Regions from separate parts of the Mus musculus genome. Here region 2 is linked to region 1. Evidence: chromatin contacts called from public HiChIP or PLAC-seq data. All regions are on one chromosome and are shown on one strand. Each heading gives the region's core, a stretch centred on a gene start, on an enhancer-like site or on the middle of the called end of the contact. The rest is flanking DNA. Distances are from core to core; before and after follow the strand shown. Region 1 overlaps Tcf12 (transcription factor 12). Region 2 holds the start of Tcf12 (transcription factor 12).

Region 1 (7,155 bases), core at 3,296-5,795:
ATAAAACAACAGAATATTCTATGATGTCAAAGGTCAATGACATCTGTTCAGAAATTTCTTTTAAAATTTTTAGATTTATTTTATTACATGAATGTCTGCCTGGATGTATTGTGTTTACCATGTGCATGAAGTGATCCCAGAGGTCAGAAGGTGTCAGGTGCCTCTGGAACTGGAGATGGAGTTATTAGTCACTATGTGGGCCTTGGTAATCAAAACGCAAGAGCAACAAACACTCTTAACCACTGAACCATCTTTGTAGCCCACCTGTTTACAAAGTTCGTTACTGTTTCGATTTAAAGTATCCCAGCTGACTTTTTTCCTACAAAAGTCAAATTGCAAACTGTAATCCCCCAATAAGATTTTTAAAAACATAAACACTAAAGTTTATATAATACTTTTTAGATACATACATTTCTATTTTTTACATTTTGATAATTTATAGATTACTTGTGGTTTAAAAAATTATTTGACACAGACTACAAATACATTCCCAATTACAAAAATAAAGATATATAAGCAATAAAATTCAAATACAAAATATTAATATAAAAATCCAAATGCACCTTTAATTAATTACTAAAATATTTTATACTACCAACCATGAGTTTTTCAAAACTGAAGCACATGATGATGTAAATTTCAAACCATGACCTATGAAAGTTCATATTTAACTAATATAAATATGTTAATGTATAATTGTTTATATAGATTCATTATATCTAAATGTATCGTTTTATCTTTTCAAAAATTAATGTTAGGTAAAAATATGAGTTCAATCCACACATTTAAAAGATAGATAGATAGATAGATAGATAGATAGATAGATAGATAGATAGATAGATAGAATGGCATAGTGACACAGCTTTTAGTTCCAATCATCCTGCCTCGCCTACTTGATAAGCTCCAGCCAACGTGAGATTCTGTCTCAGAAACAAAACATGGATGGCACCTAAGGAATGATGCTCAAGGTTGTCTGCTGACCTCCACACAAAGGTGAGCACACACACACATCTGCTCCTTTATTTCTCTTCCAGTTTTTACATAAGACACAGGCTAAAATTGTTAAACATTTACAATTATCACACTGTTAGGTTGAGAGGTTATTACAGCAGGGACAATACATATTTTAACTGCTTATTAAACTTTAAGACATACAAAAATGAGCTAAATGACACCAATGGGAGGCAACTAAACAAATCTGCCTCTGTCAACATCCCCAAAACACAGGCATATGCAGTAAAACACACACACACACACAAAAAAAAAACCTAATGTCATTGTCATGAGCAGGAGACATGTCAGAGATAAACAGCTTTAGAGTGGTATTATTAAATGCCACAAGTCATCAAGGAATGCTTAAACAGAACAATTGCAAATGCGAACCTCAGAAAACTGACAACATAAATGTAAACAGCTCCCTCACACTCAAACGTGTTTGAGCAGTTGTTCTACAGCTGGAGGCACCACTTGGCAAAGTGTGTAGAACCTGACTGAGGTGGGGACTTTGGTAGAAGTGGATCACTGTGCCTTTAAGGGCTGACCCTGTGGTTCTCAGCTTCCTGATCTGTCAAGGTATGATGCATATGAACAAGAAGATGGCAGCTGATTCTGCCAAGATTCCACCACCTTGATGGAGTGGACCCTCCCAAAAGAGCCAATATAAATTCCTCACTTTGTTTCTCTTAGGAATTTTTGTCTCGGTAATGAAAAACGTGACTAATACAATGTTTAAGTTTTGGCAGCGGTATATATAAGATGAAAATCTGTTGGCATAGAAAAGCAGAAATTGGTAGCTTTCTGGAAATCAGTCTGGCGGTTCCTCAGAAAATTGGACATAGTACTACCGGAGGATCCCGCAATACCTCTCCTGGGCATATATCCAGAAGATGTTCCAACTGGTAAGAAGGACACATGCTCCACTATGTTCATAGCAGCCTTATTTATAATAGCCAGAAGCTGGAAAGAACCCAGATGCCTCTCAACAGAGGAATGGATACAGAAAATATGGTACATTTACACAATGGAGTACTACTGAGCTATTAAAAAGAATGAATTTATGAAATTTCTAGGCAAATGGATGGACCTGGAAGGCATCATCCTGAGAGAGGTAACCCAATCACAAAAGAACTCACACAATATATACTCACTGGTAAGTGGATATTAGCCCAGAAACTTAGAATAACCAAGATATAAGATATAATTTGCTAAACACATGAAACTCAAGAAGAACGAAGACCAAAGTGTGGATACTTTGCCCCTTCTTAGAATTGGGAACAAAACACCCATGGAAGGAGTTACAAAGACACAGTTTGGAGCTGAGACGAAAGGATGGACCATCTAGAGACTGCAACATCCGGGGATCCATCCCATAATCAGCTTCCAAACGCTGACACCATTGCATACACTAGCAAGATTTTGCTGAAAGGACCCAGATATAGCTGTCTCTTGTGAGACTATGCCGGGGCCTAGCAAACCCAGAAGTGGATGCTCGCAGTCAGCTATTGGATGGATCACAGGGCCCCCAACGGAGGAGCTAGAGAAAGTACACAAGGAGCTAAAGGGATCTGCAACCCTATAGGTGGAACAACAATATGAACTACCCAGTACTCCCCAGAGCTCGTGTCTCTAGCTGCATATGAACCAGAAGATGGCCTAGTCGGCCATCAGTGGAAAGAGAGGCCCATTGGTCATGCAAACACTATCTGCCTCAGTACAGGGGAATGCCAGGGCCAAGAAGTGGGAGTGGGTGGGTGGGGGAGCATGTGGGGAACTTTTGGGATAGCATTGGAAATGTAAATGAAATAAATACCTAATTAAAAAAAACAACAACAACAAAACAAAACAAATAAAACAAGTAAAGTAAGAGGGGTGGAGTAATCTTTAATCCCAGCACCTAGGAGACAGAGGCAAGTGAATCTCTGTGAGTTACAGGCCAGTCAAGAAATACTGAGATCCTGTCTTCAAAAAACAAAAACCAGATACTAAGTAGTATCTGGTAGTTATGTTAGTATAACAACAGTAGTATGTTATAATTCTGGTAAAGAAACACAAGTATACATACACATACATTTGAAAAGATATACACTAAAGCATTAATGGTGCCATCTTATATGAAGCAGGAACATGGTGGCTTAATCTTATCTTTGATATTTTCTAATTTGGGGTGTATGTGCTTGTTCCTGTGTCTGTCTGTAGCACATAATGTTTTTAAAATAGTGAAAATAAAATCTGAAAATACAAATGCTGTCTTCCAAATCACCACACGAACAGTTATATCCTGTCAATTGCCTTTCTGAAGAGCTGCCTTGGATGATGGCTATCTTAATGAAAGTGCCAATTAAAAACAAAGTAGGCACTCACCCTGACATCCCAGTGTAACTGAATATTTAATATGAAATGACTCCTGGCCAAAAGCATGTGCCTGCTTAACTAGGAAACAAAATTGTCATCATTTTCAGATACACTAACAAAATTAACTTCAAAGAAGCAAAGTGACTTCTATACAAAATATATAATTGAAAAGTTTAACTTTTTTGTTCATGTTCACACAAGTAACATATTTATTCTAGAGATTAATCACTTAAATATTATGACATTGCTGATATAAAGTTGTATTAGTACAGATTTTTCAACAGTGCAAAACTTTAAAATAAACCCAACTATTTACAAATAATGTATGTAAAGAAAACAGATAAAATTCTTGCTTCAAATATCTGTAGCAAAGTCCAATTGTAATTAAATTCAGAGAAACTTTAAAATACAGAAAAATGAAAGAATGAATACAAGCACCACCAAAAAGTCAAATATTCTATTACATGAGCAGTTTTAAAGGAGGCAATACAGCAGAAAACAAAACCAAAATTCTTATCTACATAAAAACAAAACAAGATCAGGTCTTAAGAAAAGATGATCATTCTAGGTGGAAGAACAGAAAAACAATCTTCATAAACTATGGGTCTGCTATACATTAGAACATCAGTGAATTATCAACCAATACAACCACAGTATTTTTGCTATTCATTCAAATTTTTATTCCAGACATGATTACCAAAAAGCTCCATGCCATTCTCCTTTTAAAGAATTACATTTATTTATTTATTTATTTACTTACTTACTTACTTACTAACTTATTTTATAAAACTGACTCAAAGCCACAAAGTTTGTCTGAGGGATGGACATACAGCTCTGAGCCCTTAAATGGTTCGACTATTAAGCCATCTGCTTACATCAGAATTACTTATCACTATAATAATACACTGCTGCTGCACATGGCTCCTGTTGCTCAGACTATGAACTCCTTAGAAACAACAATATACCTACTTTCTAGTCATCTACAAAGCATTGCTCTACAACATTGTATATTTATTTATAAGTACTCAAAAAAAGGGCTAGCTATTAATGAAAATGAAAGTAATGGAACCAATGGCACTGAGAACCCATTTAGCTATTTCTGAAGAATGCCTCCTGGTACAAAAGCCACTCACAGTCTGGTTGAATGAGCATACCTAAGCAATCATGTTTCTATTTGTTACAAATGAACACTTTCATAACCCCAGCAACTGGATGAGACATGCTTAGGTGATCATCCTGAAACTAGTCAAATCATTAAGTCATTAGTCACCAAATGCTTGAATGTTACAGTAAGAATGCTAACCCAGAAATGCTTCTTAGACTGGAGAATCTCTGTATTTGGTTGGACAAACTAAGACATTTTAAAAGTCTGAATAAAAAAGAGCAGGAATAAAAGGCAGACACATAAGTACCTTATCAAGAGACTGTAGGAACCTGAGAGATGGCTGAGCTGGTAAAGGAATGCTACACTAGCATGAAGAACCATAAATGTCTTTGACTGGTCACTGTTTTTCCTGTTGACATACTTTCCTACTCCCATTGCTACAGCTTATGTCTCCTAAAAACACTTCCAAATATGCTCACAACAGAATGCTTGCCTCTCCTACTTTCTGAGCATGTATGTATTTCCTCTATTATTCCCTGGCTCTCAGGAATGCAAGGTTCAAAGCAGCAAGCAAGCAATACTAAATGACTCAAGATAAAAGCTAAATCAATTCTTTAAAAAATTAGAGAGAGAGTCTAATTGGGAAGCTCAAAAAGTCAATGACAGGCAGCTGTGGTGGCAAACGTCTATATTCCCATCTCGGATTACAAGTCTGATATCAGACTGGGAAACTTAGCAAAATTTTGCTCAAAATAAAATTATTACTAAAAGGGTTAGGGTTAACTCAGTATATAAAAGAATAGATCAATTATAAAACACTTACCTAGCACACGGGGAGGGAGAGGAAGAAGAGGGAAGGGAAGCAGAGTGGTGAGGAGTAGAGGAGCAGGAAGACTAGGGGAGAGGGAAGGGAAAGGAGCAGAGAGAAATGGAAGAAGAAAGGAGGAAAGAAAGAAAAGTACAGATCAGTGAAAGAATTATTTTTAAAAAAAAATTCAAGAGAAATGAAAAAATCTGACATACAAAAAAAGAATTATATGACAATTTCAAGAAAAAAATTAGTGAAATCTAGGCATTCCTGACAATAAATTTTGATCCAGTATCAGCTGACCCTAAAGAGATTTTAGCATATACAGCATAAGAAAGTAAATTAAAATGCTATCACTAAAAAGTATTAGTCAAAGCAAACAAGACAACAATCAAAACTGAGTGACCGAAATAAAACATCACCCAACCAAACACTGCATATTCTTTTTAAGAGGCATTAATATATTAACAACCCAAGATGTAAGTCATGTTGTAAACTGCCTAGCTGTCCAATGAGGTGGCCTCCAGCCAAGTGTGCCTAGTCAAACAAAAATTTTAAATAATTAAAATTCAGTTCAGTCACATTAGTGACATTTCATGCACTCAACAGCAACATTTATTTGACAGACAGACTTTAAAACAGCTCTTCATCAATGGAAAAAGTCTATCAAGCAGTACTGGCCTATGTTTCCTGAAGGCCCAATGAAGCCTAAGGGAACACTATTCTTAATGGGAATAGACAACATATTTTATTTTTAATATTTAATTAGTATTGTTGGGTATTAAAAAGAAAAGGTTACTTAAATAAGCAAGAACTATAAGATTTCTAAACCACAACTGATTCCATTACTTGACTCCTAAACATAATTTTACCAAAACTAGTTTCATGTATTTAATTCTATAAGTAGGACCAATTTTTAAATATCTATTTGTATAATTTCAGTTACCATGGTTTTGATCAATATAAATAGTATAGCATATAAAGCAGCCACTTTTATTCAGAATTATTATCTATGAGTCAATGTTATTCACGTTAACAAACATAAGACTGAAGGTTCTCAAAAGTTTCTTTAAACAATGCCTTCTTTAAATCCATACACAAGTGGTCATGGCCAAATGGTAAAGGATCTCTATGTATCAAAGACAGACCTGAGTCATAAGGGTGCGCGGGATTTATTCTGTCATTCTCCTAATTACTAGGCAGTGATTATCATTGTGTTGTCCTTTCAGACCACAACAAACGATCATGGAGAAACTTATCAAGAAACATAGTCAATTCTCTGCCTCACCTGAAACTCCATAAATCAAAAACCCTAGTGACAGAGTGCCGCAGCCTCTGAGTAACCATGATGCACAAACTACTTAGACAATCTCTATACAGACATCCAGTAACAGCAAGCATGAAAGTAAGCACACACATGCAGCAGAAACTTCACTGACAGTTACCAATAAGCTTGGTTACTATTACCTATTGTTGAATTTTACAAACCAACCTCAATTACTCAAAAAAATTTTAGCAGCCAAGCAACACAAAACAACAAACTACAAAGTGTTCAAGTTTTTAATTGAGCACTTTTTTTAGAAACAGCAGTTTTTTAAAATATTTGTTTATTGAATGTCTTCAGACACACCAGAAGAGGGCATCCAATCCCATTACAGATGGTTGTGAGCCACCATGTGGTTGCTGGGATTTGAACTCAGGACCTCTGGAAGAGCAGCCAGTGCTCTTAAGCACTGAGCCATCTCTCCAGCCCTTAATTAACCATTTTTAATTGTGCTAATTTTTACCATTTTTCCTCTTCGCACCTTAGCCAGTTGGCTTTCTATGACAAATACTACATATTCTTTCCAAATTTTTCTAACAGTCATATTTTTGATGATTTATAGAAGCT
Region 2 (7,155 bases), core at 2,313-4,812, 35 kb after region 1:
GAAGCTAACAGTATAAAATAGCAATCAAGAGTCACAGAACACACCAGGCGCCCGCCTATTATGTCTTACAATAGGTAAATCTAAAAGTTTGTGACAACAAACTCTTAGTAGTTGTAAAATCAAGAAGTCCTCTAAATGCTAAGAGAGGTATGGCATACAGCCACTTCTTTACAAATAATTTTCTACCTCTTTCCTAAAAAGCAGAAATGTTCCAGTGATTACCAGCAAAAGGAGAGATGGTGGAAGAGCTGGACTCTGGCGAGTATTTCCTCAAGAACACTACAACTAGCCTTTAGGTTACATGCAATCAAATTGCTTTTATTTTCCTCTTTGATTTGTTAAATGACATGCTTCAGTGTCATAGTTAAAAATGGAGTTCAGCTAAACTGATGTGTGATTTTCAACAGAAACATTTTTCTAAACATGAAGTAGAAGTAGAATAAAATGTTAAGCCAGTTATAAAATTAAGCTAATTTCCAGGCTTTCTGCTCTCACAGCCCTCTGGAAAGCAGCTATGATTTTGCTAGGGTAAACGAGAAGCACTGCTCTAGTGAGCAGTGACTGAGCGGCTCCTGCCCAGACACACTACAGCCAGTTTTCTCAGGACCATGCTCTCAATGCTCTTCTCCCCATCTCTTGGACACTGAAGAATAAGTTGAAATGAAACAAATTAAACTTCTGTATCCCTGCTCTGGAATACTTACTTTTAAATTGTAAGTTTTTTTTTTTAAAGTGGGACACTATTTAGTAATATGACATAGTTTACCAAAAGCAAGCAAATTTAACATTAATAATATTGCTTAGGAATCTAACTTTAAAAAATATCCTAATATAATTTGATTACAGGACAAAAATTTGGCCCTATGTCATTTAAAATAAGACCTTATTTTAATATAGAATTATCATTTTAAATTAATATCCACAAAATTACTTATTTCCTACAGTGTAAAACCCATTTTTTAAAATAAATACAACTTATTAATTATTGTTTGACTCAATTCTACTTTTTATGCACATAGATTAAACAATACTTTTATCCATTTTAGAGCCTAGGATTTAATAACACTAATGATCTGAAGATATATTAAATGTCTGCATATATAAAAGGAACACCCGTGAACCACAAAGCTTTCTTCAAGCACTTTTCTAAATACAGTCATGACACAATCCATCATGCTCAAGACAATTTTCAATCTTAACATTCACAAAAAGAGCAACTTTAAGTCCATGCTAAAATTCTTTAAAACATCCAAGCAATCTTCAGAACAACTCTCCAAGTTTGAGGCGCTAGTAGTTTATAATTGTAACCGGACAGTGTAAAAAAATGGTGTGGCAGGCACTAAAATGCTTTATAGACTTTTCTACTAAAATATGTCAGTGCTCTGAAATAGAAATTTCTGATTTTCAACATCGTCTTACCTGACCCGCTGAACTGACTACTTCCCAGTGTTGTTGGTCTCGTTTTCCCACTATTAACAGGTGGAGAAAACATCTGCAAAATAACCCAAATGTACCTATTAATCTTAAAATTCTTCTATATTCCTTGCAAAGAAAAGTTCACCAAGTGTCATCAATTAGGTTCCTAATTTTCATAGAGAATTTGAAATAAAAATGGAAGACCCATTCAGACCAAGGCTGGCAATAACAAGTGATATTATTTACTAATATTGCTTGAGAGAACCGGTGACATTTGCTATGAAAACCCAGCCACAGGCAAGATTACAAGATAATTAAGTTTAAACAGTAAATTTTTACCCATGATCTTCACTTTGGCCCTAAGTGATTCTCATTACATTAACATTACTTAATAAGCACTTGCAATCAGAATCATGTCCGATGAAATTACCACATACAGGAAAGATAATAACAGTTCTAATACAGCAGGTATTGGCCCTGCCTTCTAGGAGCAGTTAACGTTGAAATTCAATCCATTAGTAAGAAATAAGGGCAATGGGCTCTATAGCTTCACCTTTTATTTTTAAATCATTTTCCATATTACATATGCAGACGGCATATGTATACTTAAAGCAGTCAGCTCACAAGGCTGGGAATTCTAGCGCTGGGGTTGGCTTTTTTGAAGCTGGCATCTCTCAGGTACCACAGGCTAAATGAAGTCGTGGGGAGGGAAATGCTGAGAAGTCTTCAGGAAAAAAAATATTTTTTTTCTTTCATATAAAGTCTAAAATCTCTAATAATTATCAGAAGGGAGTGACTCAACCAGAGCTCATGATTACATTGTTCTTCTTTTAACTAGTTAAATCAAATGACCCCTCTGGCATTAAAGTTTGAAATCTGCAAGTCTAGACATTACATCAAAGTTCAGGTGTCCAACTTGGGGGAGCTGGACTCCAGCCCTGAGAACTAGCGCTGAAAAGCAGATGGAGTTGCCCGCTGCCATGTCGCTTTCCCCCCTTTTCTCTCTTGCTCCCGATCTCGGGAAACCTCAGCAGAACCCCAAGATGCGGAGGAAAGCTCTCATACCGCACTGAAGTCCAGCAGGTCGCTCAGCTCCTTGTCGGTCCCTATCGCGGCCATGCGCTGCTGCTGGGGATTCATCTTCAGCCACTTCTAGCAGGTCCTAAGGCAGAGAAGACAGGCTGAGCCGCGGACACCCGGACGCTCGACGTGAGAAGGAGAGAGAGGGAGAGAGAGAGAGAGAGAGAGAGAGAGAGAGAGAGAGAGAGAGAGAGAGAGAGAGAGAGAGAGGCAGCGCTCGGGGTGGGGGGCGCCGAGCGACACGCCAGATCCCCACGCATACCCGAAGGACAGTGACGGAAGCCGCTCCGACACGGGAGCCCACGCGTGGCTCCGTGGCTCCCGCAAGTTTCCAAGGTGGCTCGGCTTCGGGGTGCCCCCGGGGAGGAGTACGGAGCGAGCCCGCGCCCAGCGAGGGAGCGAGAAAGCGGCGGCGACCCGGAGACCAAGTGACTCACTCGCTCAGCAACAATAGAGCTGACAAGTTGCGGGGAGCGCGCCGCTCGCAGGCCCGCGTCTGCGGCCCGGACGTCCCCAGCGGGGGTCCCCGGCTTGGTTGAGAGCGCCCCACGCGCGTCCGCGCCCCGCAAACTCCCGCCCGGCCTCCACCTCCCACTTGGGCCGCCCTGCCCCGGACTCGCGGAACAATGAGGCGGGCTCGGCGGCTCCCCGGCCCCGAGCGCCGAGCCCCGAGCGCCGCGCAGGCCGAGCGCCGCTGCCCGGGCCTGGACCCCGCAGCTCGCGCCTCCGCCCCGCCGCGCGCCGCAACTTGGACGCGGCCCCGGGCTCCGCGCCGTACAAAGGGACCTGAGTTCCGCACGTCCCGCCCGCCGCCCGCGGTTACCTGCCGCCCGGGCTCCGCATCCAACCTTCCCGATTAAAGTTCACTTTGGCCGGGAGCGCGGGCTCAGGCTTTCCCCCTCCCCACGCGCCGCCGGCGGCTGCGTTGCCTCGGGCCCCCGCGAGTGCTTGAGTCGGCGCGACTCGGGCGGCTCTCGGGCTTAGCCGCCCGTGGCTCCCCGGGCGGGCTGGCTGTCCCCCCGATAGAACTTGTGGGTCTCCTCAGGCGGACATTTTTTTTTTTTTCCGCTGAGGCGGCCTCAGCACCGAGCTCCGCTCGCCTCCGGATCCCTCCGCGCCTCAAGCGCGTCGGCTTAACCCCTCGCTGCCCGGCGCGCTCCCGCCTCCCGCGCCGAGGAAGTGGGACCGCGGAGGGGGCGGGGAGGCACGGGGCGGGGCGGAGCGGCGGACGGACAAAGCCCACGGCGGGCGGCGGCCGTCTCCTCAAGCTCACTGCGCCCCGAAGTGCCGCGACGGGGACGCAGCTGGGCAGCATCTGGATCTGCCACCCGCAGCCATTCCGGAGCTCAGCCACGCCGGACGCGGGAGGCGAGGCCGGCTGTGGAGCCGCAGCTGTGGTGGGCGGACTCTGTGGGAAAAGCGCAAAGCCCCTCACGCCGCGCTCATCAGCTTGCTCACCTGAGCGTGCCGTCCCACCTGAGCCCCGCGCTGCAACACCAAGTTCTGGGAAAGGATTGCGCCTGGCCTTTGCTGTAACCAGAGAGACAGCCCCAGGAAGTTAAGTCTTGATGAGCAAGTTCCGAACTTGGCCTGAAGAAGCCCCAAAGAAAAAGGGGAAAAATTCGGCCTTGGAAGTTAAGGTTTACTTGAGGGGAAGCTAAGGTGATTGTGTTGAGGTCTGCGAGCACAGAGAAGACCAGCCAGGCCCAAGCAGAAGAAACACTCGAGACAAGCATCCAAAGAAACGAATTGAAGACAGTGGCCAACTCTTGAGTATCCTGACTGTAAGAAGGAGCCGTTGGCCTCAGAAGTTCATATAAAGAAGATAGTTAAATGTGCCATTGCTGTACTTACTGCAACCAGAGCTGTCCAACCAGAGAAGCAAATTAAGGTTTATATGTGGGACCTCCGTATAGACCATTCCAGAACTAATGGTAGCCTACTCACCCCCAAAGCCAGTCCCACTTAGGTACATACATGCTTTGGCAACTTGTGGAGTGTGTCTCCATCCTAAACAAAGTAGCATGATTTCACCTAAAAAATGATAACGATCCCGTTTCCAACTAAGACTAGCGGATGGTTAACCCACATACAAATAGGCAATTTGCTGAAGTCTTTGAGAACATTTTTGCAAATGCTATAAAAAAAAAAAATGAATGTCATCTTCCAAACTCAAGATCTAGCCAGAGTAAATCAAACAGACAAGAAGAAAGTCTTCGCAAGGAGAGATCTGATCTTTGATGATGTTTCCAATATAAATCAAACAGTTCTGAGCCAAGTCTAGCATCATTGATTAAATGAACAGGGTTTGGTTATCCGTAATTTGGTGTATACAAAAGTGAGGCAAAAAGCAGTCACAGAACAACCAGGAAATTTGATTAGGTAACTGGTAAAGCCATATTTCTGTGGTACAATCTCTAGGGAAGATGCTGAGGTTTGGTCTTCTGCTATGCATTGTAATACTAACTACTGGCCTGGTTGCCCCCAGGGATGAGAGAATCTGCACTTAGGTAACCTTGTCCCCAAGTTATCCCTGATTGGTGAATAAAGATACCCACTGCCTATGAGCAGAAGAGAGATAGGCAGAGTTTTGGTTCTTGGGCTTGGGGTTCCCAGTCAGGAACCAGGAGGAGAGGGTAGTAGGTAGAGAGAAGAGAGCACACCATGGGGTAGGTGAATCATGAAAACATGGCCATGAGAGCTGGCCACTTGGAGTTAAGGACAGCCAGATGAAATGTGGCAAGTTACAACTCGGGGTTATTGATAGGGAAGTAGACATAATAGCTTAGAAGGTAGATATCTGACCAGATCTAGTACATTAAAGGGTCATTATAAATATAAAAGTTGTGTGTCTTTTGTCTGAGAATTGAATGATCAAAAGCAGAGTAGAAACCCCTGATTGAGATAAATAATTACTACAAGAAGAAGGGGTGGCATGAAACCATGCGAGATGTATGCTGTTTCCAAGGCAAAGGAGAGGCAGCTTATACTGCTCACACAGCTATTTTAGAGGACATCAGAGGATTCACTTTGAAAGTCTGACTGGGGAAGGTTTTCATATCTATTGTGGAAAATTCAATTTTATTTTGTGTGTTGTTTTGTCATTAGATTGTGAGTTCCTTGTGGGTTGGTACTGATAAGCACCTAGCATTGTATCCAGGATACTAGACTTGATGGTAACCTGAATTTATTTCTTCTGTTTTAAGCTATATCAAGTCATTCTATTATAGTTACTTAATATGTAAATATATTTCTGTACATGTGGCTTTATTTAAAAGAGAGCTAGAATTTTGAAATTAGAGGATGAAATTTTTTATACTTTCAAATGGTATCTGTGTGTTTCTAAATAAAGAAATAATATTCCCATCAATAATGGGCCAAATCTATTCCTGAAAAATATGGAAGACTCAATATTGAAAGTGGAGCTTTAGGGCTGGGTATATTGCATAACCCAAAGTGGGTTGATTTGTTTCTTGGGTTTGAGGGTGGGGGTGGTTGTTGTTGTTGTTGTATAATTTTGGGGTTGGTTAGTTGGTTGGTTTTGTTTTTACTTTTGTTTTTTGTCTTGGCCCCACCTGAGTCCTATCCCTAGGAAGTACATGGTTGAAGGAGATACCAAATCCCAAAGTTGTCCTTGGACTTCTATGTACATTCTATAGTATGTTGTTCATGCACTAACACACATACACACAAAGTAAATAAATGTAAAAAATATTTAATCTGAACTTTATAGCACTTATTACATTATTTATTGAGTATGCTGGATAGAGCTAGAATTCTATTGAGAATATGAGAAAGAACTAGCAACAAAAATCCTGTTAATTAACAGTAAGTACTAAGTTAATATCAATAAGTAAATATTGAAAAAATATTTAGCACACATTTCTTACATGGTCAAGGTATGGTGTTAAATGCTTTTGGAACCAAAAGTCTAAAATCTACCTTGTCCTCAACAAGATTGTCATTCAAAAGCTTTGCTGTCCTACTGTAGCTTGCCATGAGCAGACACTGAAATTCTATCAGCATGGCTTCCATCTCGCTCTGCACAGAAACACATATATGTTTAATAAACAAGTTATCCTGACAAACATTCATAATCAAAAGAAAAGCTTCTAAAGCAGTGGGCTTTTTTGTTTCCTTGGGAAATTAACTTGACCTTGGCCCCTTTTTAAAAGATGAATGTTCTAGAAAGCTCAGAGGAGAAGAAAGAGAAAAGAGCTACTCAAGTCAAGCTAGAAGTGGGTATAACAAATTGCTATTAGACAAAGTGACTGGTCTCCTAGTATTACTAAGATGCAGGGTTTGTGCTTAACAACTCTTCTTTCTATCTGCTCCATGGGGGAGCAGCTGACCCCTTAAGCAAACAGAAACAATTTTATGTAACAATTTATTAAGTCATACCTTTACTTCATGGCACTCCTACCATGGACCAACTGAAAACTGAGCTTGTTCAAGCTATTGTAACATGGAGTATACAAATCACCATCAATAAACTCATTATTTTCTATCAGAATCTCCCCGATTCCTGAGAATTTGTAATGAACACTTTATCTTCTCTTTGAATGCCAATAAGTTAAAATAGTTATCTATTCCTTCCTAGGATCACTTATACTCATTTAAATAATCGGATTGCCTTGTACAAATGTTATATTCAGGTTT

The links. HiChIP or PLAC-seq counts read pairs in DNA pulled down with a chosen protein or histone mark.
Region 2: an H3K4me3 HiChIP or PLAC-seq map of the SCID.adh cell line shows a contact between it and region 1, with 32 read pairs. The contact joins the promoter of Tcf12 here to the enhancer-like site in region 1. A contact is called at or near these places in 5 of 39 promoter capture datasets (the 3T3-L1 cell line, 3T3-L1-derived adipocytes, cranial neural crest and 2 more), 1 of 15 datasets of contacts at CTCF or cohesin (CD8 T cells), 3 of 484 Hi-C or Micro-C datasets (Th1 cells, embryonic stem cells and muscle stem cells), 8 of 115 datasets of contacts at active chromatin or transcription factors (CD8 T cells, the SCID.adh cell line, bone marrow-derived macrophages and 4 more) and 3 of 9 other capture datasets (adipose tissue, liver and pancreatic islet).

Annotation. Positions count from the first base shown.
Region 1 is chr9:72,071,811-72,078,965 of GRCm38.p6, forward strand. The region is part of intron 3 of Tcf12 (transcription factor 12); the gene reads right to left. Among named protein-coding and RNA genes, the nearest start is that of Tcf12, 36 kb to the right of the region's middle. Within about 2 kb of position 4,546, at least 34 of the 459 cell types and tissues checked have an H3K27ac peak or open chromatin away from gene starts, as enhancers often do. A contact at or near this core is called in embryonic fibroblasts, where this site is marked.
Region 2 is chr9:72,108,257-72,115,411 of GRCm38.p6, forward strand. It overlaps Tcf12 (transcription factor 12), which reads right to left and starts at 3,563. Exons shown (of 21, transcript NM_011544.3): 1 at 3,320-3,563; 2 at 2,482-2,578; 3 at 1,420-1,492. The coding sequence starts at 2,556.